3 separate regions of the Mus musculus genome follow, and all the other regions are linked to region 1. Evidence: chromatin contacts called from public Hi-C and HiChIP or PLAC-seq data. All regions are on one chromosome and are shown on one strand. Each heading gives the region's core, a stretch centred on a gene start, on an enhancer-like site or on the middle of the called end of the contact. The rest is flanking DNA. Distances are from core to core; before and after follow the strand shown. Region 1 has its middle 280 kb from the start of Gm41333. Region 2 overlaps Pvt1 (Pvt1 oncogene). Region 3 overlaps Pvt1 (Pvt1 oncogene).

Evidence for each region. A called contact is a pair of places that touch in the nucleus more often than the background predicts. HiChIP or PLAC-seq counts read pairs in DNA pulled down with a chosen protein or histone mark.
Region 2: a FOXA1 HiChIP or PLAC-seq map of pancreatic cancer cells shows a contact between it and region 1. The contact joins two enhancer-like sites. A contact is called at or near these places in 1 of 484 Hi-C or Micro-C datasets (nephron progenitors) and 2 of 115 datasets of contacts at active chromatin or transcription factors (microglia and pancreatic cancer cells).
Region 3: a Hi-C map of Th1 cells shows a contact between it and region 1, with 2.6 times the contacts expected there. The contact joins two enhancer-like sites. A contact is called at or near these places in 1 of 484 Hi-C or Micro-C datasets (Th1 cells) and 2 of 115 datasets of contacts at active chromatin or transcription factors (CD8 T cells and pancreatic cancer cells).

Annotation. Positions count from the first base shown.
Region 1 is chr15:62,390,984-62,394,095 of GRCm38.p6, forward strand. No RefSeq gene overlaps it. Among named protein-coding and RNA genes, the nearest start is that of Gm41333, 280 kb to the right of the region's middle. Within about 2 kb of position 1,513, at least 86 of the 459 cell types and tissues checked have an H3K27ac peak or open chromatin away from gene starts, as enhancers often do. A contact at or near this core is called in CD8 T cells, Th1 cells and pancreatic cancer cells, where this site is marked.
Region 2 is chr15:62,137,791-62,140,902 of GRCm38.p6, forward strand. The region is part of intron 1 of Pvt1 (Pvt1 oncogene); the gene reads left to right. Among named protein-coding and RNA genes, the nearest start is that of Pvt1, 100 kb to the left of the region's middle. Within about 2 kb of position 1,486, at least 73 of the 459 cell types and tissues checked have an H3K27ac peak or open chromatin away from gene starts, as enhancers often do. A contact at or near this core is called in pancreatic cancer cells, where this site is marked.
Region 3 is chr15:62,177,163-62,180,274 of GRCm38.p6, forward strand. The region is part of intron 2 of Pvt1 (Pvt1 oncogene); the gene reads left to right. Among named protein-coding and RNA genes, the nearest start is that of Pvt1, 140 kb to the left of the region's middle. Within about 2 kb of position 1,564, at least 61 of the 459 cell types and tissues checked have an H3K27ac peak or open chromatin away from gene starts, as enhancers often do. A contact at or near this core is called in CD8 T cells, Th1 cells and pancreatic cancer cells, where this site is marked.

The DNA of each region.
Region 1 (3,112 bases), core at 263-2,762:
ACACTTATCTATGCTGTCCAAAGAGTAGACATAAGAATAGTCCAAATGAGAGGGGCCAGTAAAAAGTTACACTAAGCACTGAGGAGGAACACAATCTTAAAGTCACTGTTTCAATTAGAGAACGGAATTAAATCTCCAACGTCATGGAGAAAACAGTGTTTATAATGTTTCAAATCTTAATGTGAAAATGATCTGGAACGTCACAGAACTAGTAACAAATGCAAGGTAAGACGGGGCATGATAGGGAAAAAGAATGTGATAAACTCATTGTCCAATGGAAGAAGCAAGGGTCATGTCTTTGTAATGTGTTCGTAGCTTTATTTTTGAGGTGTATCTCTAGGTTCTGTTCACTAAGATGAGCATTTTTCTAATACATAATGAAAGTTGAAGAATATAAAAACTAACAAGGAAGAAAGCCCTGGAAGGTAAGTTATATCTGAAAAATAAAAACAACAACATCATCATTATCAACAACAACAGCCCCCCCCCCAGCAGCAGCAGCAGTAACAGCAGCAGCAGCAGCAGCAACAGCAACAACAACAACAACAACAACAACAACAACAACAACAACAACAACAACAACAACAACAAAAACTTTGAAAGCCATGTGAATTTTAGTCTATAAGAACCAACTAAATGTTTAAATCTATACTTCTGAGACAATAATGCAGATGGAGTTTGGGAGGTAACTGTGGAATCTCAAAGATGTCTACTCTTCTTGGGAAAGGTGAGCCACCACTATTGCCTATTTGGTCATGGTATAAAAGGTAGGAAAAACAGCCACAGAGCAACTCAATGTTCCTCATGATTCTGTAAGGTGACTGAGAAACACCCACTAGAATTCAGTTACCTTATAATAGAGATACAATAAGGGACTTTCCTTTCTTCAATTATTCCTCACCTCTGGGCTTGAGCTTTGGTATGCAGCAGCAGATGTTCGAGTCTACCCTTCCTAGTTCATGCTTCCTCATGAGGAAGATGTGGGTAAAAGACTTAGCTCAAAGACTCTTGCAGAATTCAAAGGCAGGGCTGTCCAGAGCTCTTAGCAAGAGATGTGGGAGGTACTTGTCACTGCTAGGTCCTTGTTTTCAAAGAACAATGAGCTAAATCTATCTAAACTCGGAGGCCTGTGTGCTAGGTAAGCTGTCAATGGAATGGTTCTCTGGAGAGTTTGTTCCTGATGTATTTCTGGAAAGAAAGAAACTGGGACCGAAAAGGGAGGTGGTGCTTATATCCAGAGAGGACCTAGGGATCTCATCTCTATTCAGTGCTCTGCTGTCATTGTAATTAACAGGCTTTCCTACCTTGAACAATCTTTTCTTAACACAATTCCCAACTACCTGTACAGTATATTGGGAGAGAAGCCCCTTCTATACTTACAGTTTCAATGACGATGGTTATTGATTTTTCCTTTAATAACTAACTTCTACATCTCTTTCCCCAGGAAGGAAACAAACCAAGCTATTTATGGCTCCCTCTTCATTTAGTTGCATAAGAGCAGTTCTTCTCGGGAAGGGTGCACTTCCGTACTTTGGGATCCTGCAGTCTAGAAAGGGAAACTCCTCTGATGAATCACTGACCAAGTCAAGGCTTGGCTGACCTCAAGTTTTCAAAACTGTGCCTTCTGCACCACATTCTTTGGGAAGTCTTCTCAGATTTCTCAGTATGTTGGAGTACCAACCAACAACACCCCTTCCTTCCTTCTGCCTATGTTCTTGCCTGTATGTGAGAACTCTGCCTCTGGGCCAGATTTCCTCAACTTTCACTAGAAAGTCGTGAAGAAACAATGGCCTCTATTCTTAGTAGCTGTAGTGGAGCACATGCAGGAGGTATGGGATGTTGCCATTTGCTTCTTTTTGCCCATGTTGAGGTTTATCTGTGTCCACACTGCTTCCTGAGTTCCTGCCATTTCAGAGTCCCTTGTCATTATGAGCCTATACAACAGTTGTGCTTTTAGTTTCCTGTATTAAGGTCCTTTCTTCTTGAAATATGCAGAGAGCCCAGTTTCTTCACATTCAGACTGTGAACCACCCAGCTGAATGAAGAGCATTGTTCTGAGGCAGTCCTTTTAGTACCTCCTTGCTGTTATCACCACAATCAGTAGCTTCAATGTTGAACCCCGGAGTGTGAAGCATAGCAGGAACTAGGAGTGTTTTATTCAGCTGCTGAGACACACACAAACACACACACTCATTCACAAACAGACAGAGAGACAGAAAGACAGAGAGATAGAGACACACAGAAAGAGACAGACAGAGACAGAGAGAAGCACCCCAGTATCACTTACATGGCAATTAGGATATTTCAAGCCCAAGTCTAGCTTGGTCTACAACTTTTATGCTTATCTGGGCTACATAGTAACCTCCTGTCTAAAGAGAACTCAAAGACTGAGCTCAGAGTAGAGTGTGTGCCTAGCATTTGAGAGGCCCCGTGTTCTATCTCTGACACCACAGAAAAAGAAATGAGAAAAAGGAAAGAGGCCTTTAGGGCCATCAGGAGTTGGTGGCTTCCCCAGACACATACTAGGAGCTCAGCAAAGGCCTCCTAGGGGGACCACAGCAAGGGGGGAACGAGGCTAATGAAACCAAGAGCAGTAAGTCAAGGATGCTGGTGAGTCATTTCGGTTCCACAGGGTTAACCATCTAACAACTATTAATCATTGGGAAACCAATTAAATTTCCCAATTCTTGCCACTTGATAACCATGTTCTGGTTTTGTGAAACTTGCCAACAATCACCAGTTAAAAAGGAGGGTGAGAAGAACTTAGCTGGATTCCCCGCTGTTGCAAGTGTGTAGCATATGGGTCACCTTCCTTCAAGTGATCATGCAATTGATGCTTTGTCACCTTGGAGATCCATGGAGGAAGGTGCATGAGTCCATTTTCTATTGAGTTGTATACATATACATATGCTTATATGTATATATGCAAATATATGTGTGCATTTGTGTGTATGTATGTAAGTATGTATGTACAAACATATGTATGTATAAATCAATGTGCATCTTAAACCAAGTGCTGGCAAAGTTTATCCTCAGAGGCAGAGAGTAGGTATATACTTTAGCTGTGGTCATATGTTCTGTGCCCTAGGTATTGTACTCTGCCTTTGTACAA
Region 2 (3,112 bases), core at 236-2,735, 250 kb before region 1:
AAAGGGCTAATAAAGGTACATAGTATGAGCTTGTCATGGGGAAATGCTTTTGACAGCTCACACGGGGAGCCATGCTTCGATAAAAAGGGCTGATATAGCAAGATCATGAGAGCTAAGGCAGGATGCTGGAATAGGGCCAGAAGGAAGGAGTCCGCAGAGATGTGGGGACGGGCTCCGAAACTGAAATCCAGATAGCTGTGAGCTTGAGCGGGAATTGACAGATGTCAGTTACACATCAGTGTCTGCCTTAGATTTTACCTTGAAGTAGACTTCTCCCAGGGTCCTTGAGGTGGGAAACTCATACACAGCACACAGGAGTGATGAGGCATGAGGTCAGGTTCTCTGCTAACATGACACAGGGACCAAATATTTTGTCCTGCACCTCCAACTTTCTAAAACTCTCTGAATTTTTTTTCCCTTTGATGAAACCTCAAACAAACCTGGCTTCAATTCTGATTTTTTTGTTTGTTTGTTTTTCTTTTCCTTCCTTCCTTCCTTCCTTCCTTCCTTCCTTCCTTCCTTCCTTCCTTCCTTCCCTCCTTCCCTCCCTCCCTCCCTCCCTCCCTCCCTCCCTCCCTACCTCCCTCCCTCCCTCCCTCCCTCTTTCTTTCTTTCTTTCTTTCTTTCTTTCTTTCTTTCTTTCTTTCTTTCTTTCTTTCTTTCTTTCTTTCTTTCTTTCTTTCTTTCTGAGACAGGGTTTCTTTGTGTAGCTCTGACTGTCCTGGAACTCCCTCTGTAGAGCAGGCTGGCCTCAAACTCAAGAGATGCACCTGCCCCTGCCTCCCCAGTGCTGGGATTAAAGGCGCACACAAGCACTGTGCGGCTTCAATGCTGATTCTTCAAAGTCCATGGAGGATTGAGTTCAGCCAGAGACCTGGCTTCAGCTTTTGAAAAGAAGGTGTATGTGTTTGCACATGTATGTGTGGGCGCTGCAAAGCTGGTCTGCACGTGCGGCCTTCCAGAGAATCCCTTTCTTTGCAGCTGATTCTCTCTCCTCTTCTGTACTATATCAAGGGCTGCATCCACTGAATTGATTCCGTTGGATTTGTAGAATCTGCTCAATGTGGTAAGGGGCCACTCTGGTTCATGCAGCAGGATTGCTGTGTTTCTGACTTCCTGTCTCTCTGTGCTTGCTGCTTGTGGGGCATTTCGAAGATGTCTCATTTCTGTGAGAAGGTGTGCTCATTTCGAAGATGTCTTGTGAACTCCAGCCATTTGTTTTCCTCTCCTACACTGCCAGGGACCCCTGGCCAGACTTTCCTGCAGCCTTAGGACCCTGTGTCTTTCTGCTTTACTTCTCTGTCTGTGATAGGGTGGCACCGTGTTTTTTCCTTAGGACCCAGATTGGCATGTATTGAAGGCATACTTTGTGCAGATGGAGACTGGTAGTCTGTCCTCAGAGCAGCAGCCTAACCAGTGTGTGGCTCAGCATGAAGACATGTGAGTCAGTTTCCTCCCTAGCATTGAGCCAGTGAGAATCCACACCCAGACCTCTGCCTGCCACCCTAATGCAGCTCTTGTTTACATAGGCCAGAGGTGCCCCTTCTCATGGGTCTGCCAATCCCCAAATACGGCCACAGCCAGAAAGTGAGAGGGTGCCCCTTATATAAGGCTCTGTGTGCTGGTCCCCAGACAATGCCGTTTCCTCGCCTGGCCATGTGTGACTGCATAACACCCCTTGACTCATTTCCTCTGGAAAACTCGGCAGGGCCACTTTGCCCTGCTTCCTGCTTCTGTCACACAGATTTCCTAGGAATACCACCTCCCTGTGCTGCTTCGGGTGTCTGAGATCTGAGTGGCAGGGAAGCTGCCTGAGGGTGCCCCTGAGCCGTCACGATGGGCATTCTAGAGAAAGAGAGGAGAGATGAGCAGCCTTGGTTCAGTTACCTTGAGAATTTCAATTGAGGAAAAGACAAATGCAAATGTTTCTCCCAAGCTTTGAGCTGGAAATTCTGGACTATTGTCTTTACGAGCTCTGTAAGGTTTAAAAGTCTTTAGATGCTTCCTGAAATTATGGGGACTCCCTTCTTGGGAGGGAGAATCTATTCTTGAGGGATGTGGGGAAAGTTAAAGTGATTTTCAATTCATTTTATGTTTCAGAGACCCTATCTCGTGTCACCTAGGCTGGCCTCAAACTCACTGTGTAGTCGAGGGATAACTGTGAAATGATCCTCCCTGCTTCGTATCCTGAGAGCTGGGATTTGTGGGCCTGCAACATACAGACTGCTGGCTTCGTGATGGTGGCTTGCCAGCTGCTCCCTGGAGAAGCAGTGCTGGGGTAGGACTGACTGACAGTCACTTCTGGGGCAGGCAGGGCTGGAGTTTTGTTCTGTTTGTGCTGCTGTTGCTTCTGCATATGCTGCATATGCTGGGATCCAACTGTCCCTATTTAAATTTTCTTTTCTTCATTTAAGTCTCCCCCACCCCCTCCCCAATAAGAAGGAAGTAAGCAGGGGTGCCTATTAGCTCGTTGATTGCATGGACAGCAGCACATTCACCTGTCTTCACTGTTCTTCTACAGGTTAATTTGATGCCTATTCAGAGAGGCCAGCTAGGTGTATCTCTGTCTGTCTGTCTCTGTGTCTGTCTGTCTGTCTGTCTGTGTATGCATGTGTACACATGTCAGTCTTTTCTATTCTAGATATTCTATTCTCTATTCTAGTTATTCTATATTTCAATTTTTCTATTCTAGATATTTCTAGACAGTATCTGTTGTGTGCTGAACCCCAAGGTAGGCATTTTCATTCATTTCTCAGTATGAATTCAGCCTGCGAGTGACAGATCCTGTATTTCTTGTTGTAAAGGAGTAAATGAAGTTTCAAAGAGACAAAATGCCTTGTCTCCAGTCAATATAGCCGGGAGCTATCAGAATCATACACAAGTCCATCGTCTGGCCTATGTAGAACATACAAGGTGAAGCAATGATGGCCTAGTGACACAGAGCCTCCGGCCGTGTGACCTGGGAGGTACTGTATCTTGCTAAGCCTCAGTTTCTTACCTGGCAAGTGTGATGATCACAATACTTACTTCCTAGGATTAATGAGAACAACCATCACAGCCAGGTCCTTCACATGGAGGAGGGAGTGACCAACCAGCATGTGTGCTTACAATG
Region 3 (3,112 bases), core at 314-2,813, 210 kb before region 1:
CAAGGATGACCAAACCCGGCAGGGTGAAATAGCTGGAAATGGGGAGGCTTATTCTTTCCGACTCTTTCTGATCTCTAGCCTGTCTCCTGGCCTTCTCAATATTGTTCTTGCTTATCCCGGAACCACTTCAGACATTCAACAGGAGGAGTTCATCCCGTTCTGGTTGGAGCTTTGGATGAACATGTACATTCCTTAAAAGTTCAGGAGTTGGAATATCAAGTCTGTGATATACAGTATGAGAGACAGCTAGACTTCCCTCATGTCATGAGAAGCTTTCATGAATAGCTATCCTGCCCCTTTAAAATACAGTGGGTTATCTTTGATGCCTCTTGATTCGCCCCATCTTTTCCTTACGGATACACTCATTTCCCTTCCTGCCCTAAGATACTCCCCAGAAGCTTACTAGATAAAGTTACCTGGTCTTGTGCTTCCTAGTGTCTAGAACCATGAGCTAAAATGAATCCCTTTTATTAATAAGCTATCATAACTAAGGGTGTTATATAGAAAGTAGACCAAAGATACCGATAGCATATATGTGTTGACTCTCCCCCTTTCCCTTTTGGGTTCCTCCCTAGCGTCTCTTTCCATGTCTGTTATTCTTAGTTCTTTGCCTGACTGTGCCCTTCCTGGCCTCCATTGGCTTTAATGATAGGGCATCTGTGGGCTTCTGCTTTCCTGCCTATAGACACAAGCCAGCACTACTCATTAGCCACAAGGTACATGTTGAAAGGTTGTTTCCGGTTGTCAGTTTTCACAGTAGTAACTGTGGCTCATTGTACTCTCCCTGTGACAGCAACGTCTTTTCAAACCACCTCCAATATTGGCCCATTTGTCTATTACGGTTTCTTGTGGTTTCATACCGAGGTTTTAGTACAGTGCCTTTGACCTAGAGTGTATTTTTAGTGCTAAAGGCGGAGCTCAATGAATGTCAAATCATGAAAGCAAATGAAGAGGAGGGATTTGTACATCTAGGGGGGGGGGGAATGTGCCTAATTGTGTCTTTTCTGATGACGTCTGTCTCTGATGATGCCCGGTCACATGCTTTCTTTGTGATGACCATCGTGATGGGTTCCGTAGAGGTGGGAGCAGCAGCTAAAGTCAAGAGCATTTGTGAGTATGACTCTAGCAGCTGGACACACAGAGAAATGTGCATCCCAGCTATAACTAAATCAAGAAAGGCCTGGCTGTGGAATTCACAGGGGTCCTTACTGGATTCACAGGCTTTGATATACCTTGAAGAAGTGACACTTTTTTCCCCCCTTGGCTCTCAGCCTTTCTTCCAGGCTAATTCATATTTACTTAGATGGCTCTAGATATTCTCTCACTAACCTGAACCTTTGGCATCAACACAGGCTTAAAGGACATACTTAGGGTCTCTAGTGTCAATTGAATGGCAGCATCCTGACTTTGGTCTTCAAAGCAAAGATGACACTGAAGTCTGCCCCTTCCAAACAAGGGCTACCCTGCCTGCTTCCAGAAGCAAAGCACGCCTTACCATCTGCTTAGGACTTCACAGTTCATAAAGTTCTTTCCATCCCGTCTGCTTTCTTTTTATTGCACAAGTGTTTACTTTTTATTGCTCAGTATTTACTGAGATACCGCAGGATGCCACTGTGCAGGGCGCCTGCGGTCCTTGAGGAAGAGCTGTTGTTCCCATGCCTAGGCAATTCAGAAGGCCATGGCTGGAATCTGGGGGCAATTGCATAGCCTGAAATCAGGCTGCTAGCTGTAGTGGCTTTCCCAAGAGAACACGGGGCTTCTGTTTCTGGACCTGTCTGATGAGGACACCCTTTCCTGTCTCCTGCCTTCTTCTCCAGCAGGGTTCCCCCTCCTTTCCTATTCCCCCACGTCTTCTCATCCCCTTCCCGTCTCCACTTACCCCCTCCTACCAGCTCATTTCTTCTGAAGATGAGCCGGATTCTTTCTACAGTACTTTTGTGGGATGTGAATCTGACTATGCAGAGCTGGGCCTGGGATTTGTGTAACTTCCCTTGAGAGCATAGCCTTAGCTCTTATTCTGTTATTCATTATTTGTAATGAATGCAGGATGCTCCAGTGCCCTCCTTGTCCTCAACTCTTCTGTGTCAAGTCAGGTGCTATAGCAGGTTGAGGTTCTAGCTATATATAAGCTACTATCTCTATCATTAAAATATTTCAGGTTGTTGGTGGCACATGCCTTTAATCTCAGCATTTAGGAGGCAGAGGAAAAAGGATCTCTTGAGTTTGAGACTAGCCTGGCTGGTCTACAGAGTGAGTTTCAGGACAGCTACAGCCACACAGAAAAACCTTGTCTTGGGGGTTGGGGTGGGGAATCTAGATATATTAGTCAGGATTGTCTTGAACGATAGAGCCAATGTGCAATGAAAGATAGACATGTATCTCAATATCTGTGTCTATATGGAGAAGGATTTATTTTTCATAAGGCATTGACAGAGATTATCATGGAGCTTGTGAAGTTCTGATGGTCTGCTGTGTATACCTGGAAACTAGAGAAGCTGGCTGTGTGCATAGACAGAATTATGAAAGAGTGTCTCAGCGCAAGTGCCCAGGCAGAGAAAGAATGAACTTGCTTCTCCTGCTTCCTTATTCAGCTTTCTAGGCATCCTTGAGTTCTGATCCTCAGTGGGCTGGATGATGTTCACCCATACTGATGTAAGCTACTCACCACACTCACTCACTTTCCCTCCCTTCTCTGGAAACACCATCATCAATCCTCCTTAGAAATGTCCTTAACTGGTTCCCTTTGTAGCTCTTGGCCCAGCCAAATTGACACACTGAGTAGACACAATGTATCTAACCATCAATTGAGACACTGGGGAGACACAATGTATTCAATTGTCTGAATCAGCTGGCTGACATCCACCTCAGGCCACAAGCTGAACGCACTTAGACTGCTGAGGGCACAAAAGCACTCCTTTCCAATCCAAGTTTTGCAACAAGGTAGACCAAATCGAGTCATCATAAGTTATTGTCCTTATCTGGCTATGCCCCTGCTTTGATGTTTACCCAATACAGAACCCCCACTGATTGATGATATTTGCTTCCTCATCACTACAACTTGGCCTGTAATGAGCACTGCTGTTTTTACAGCATCAGGCTGCTAGGACTATGT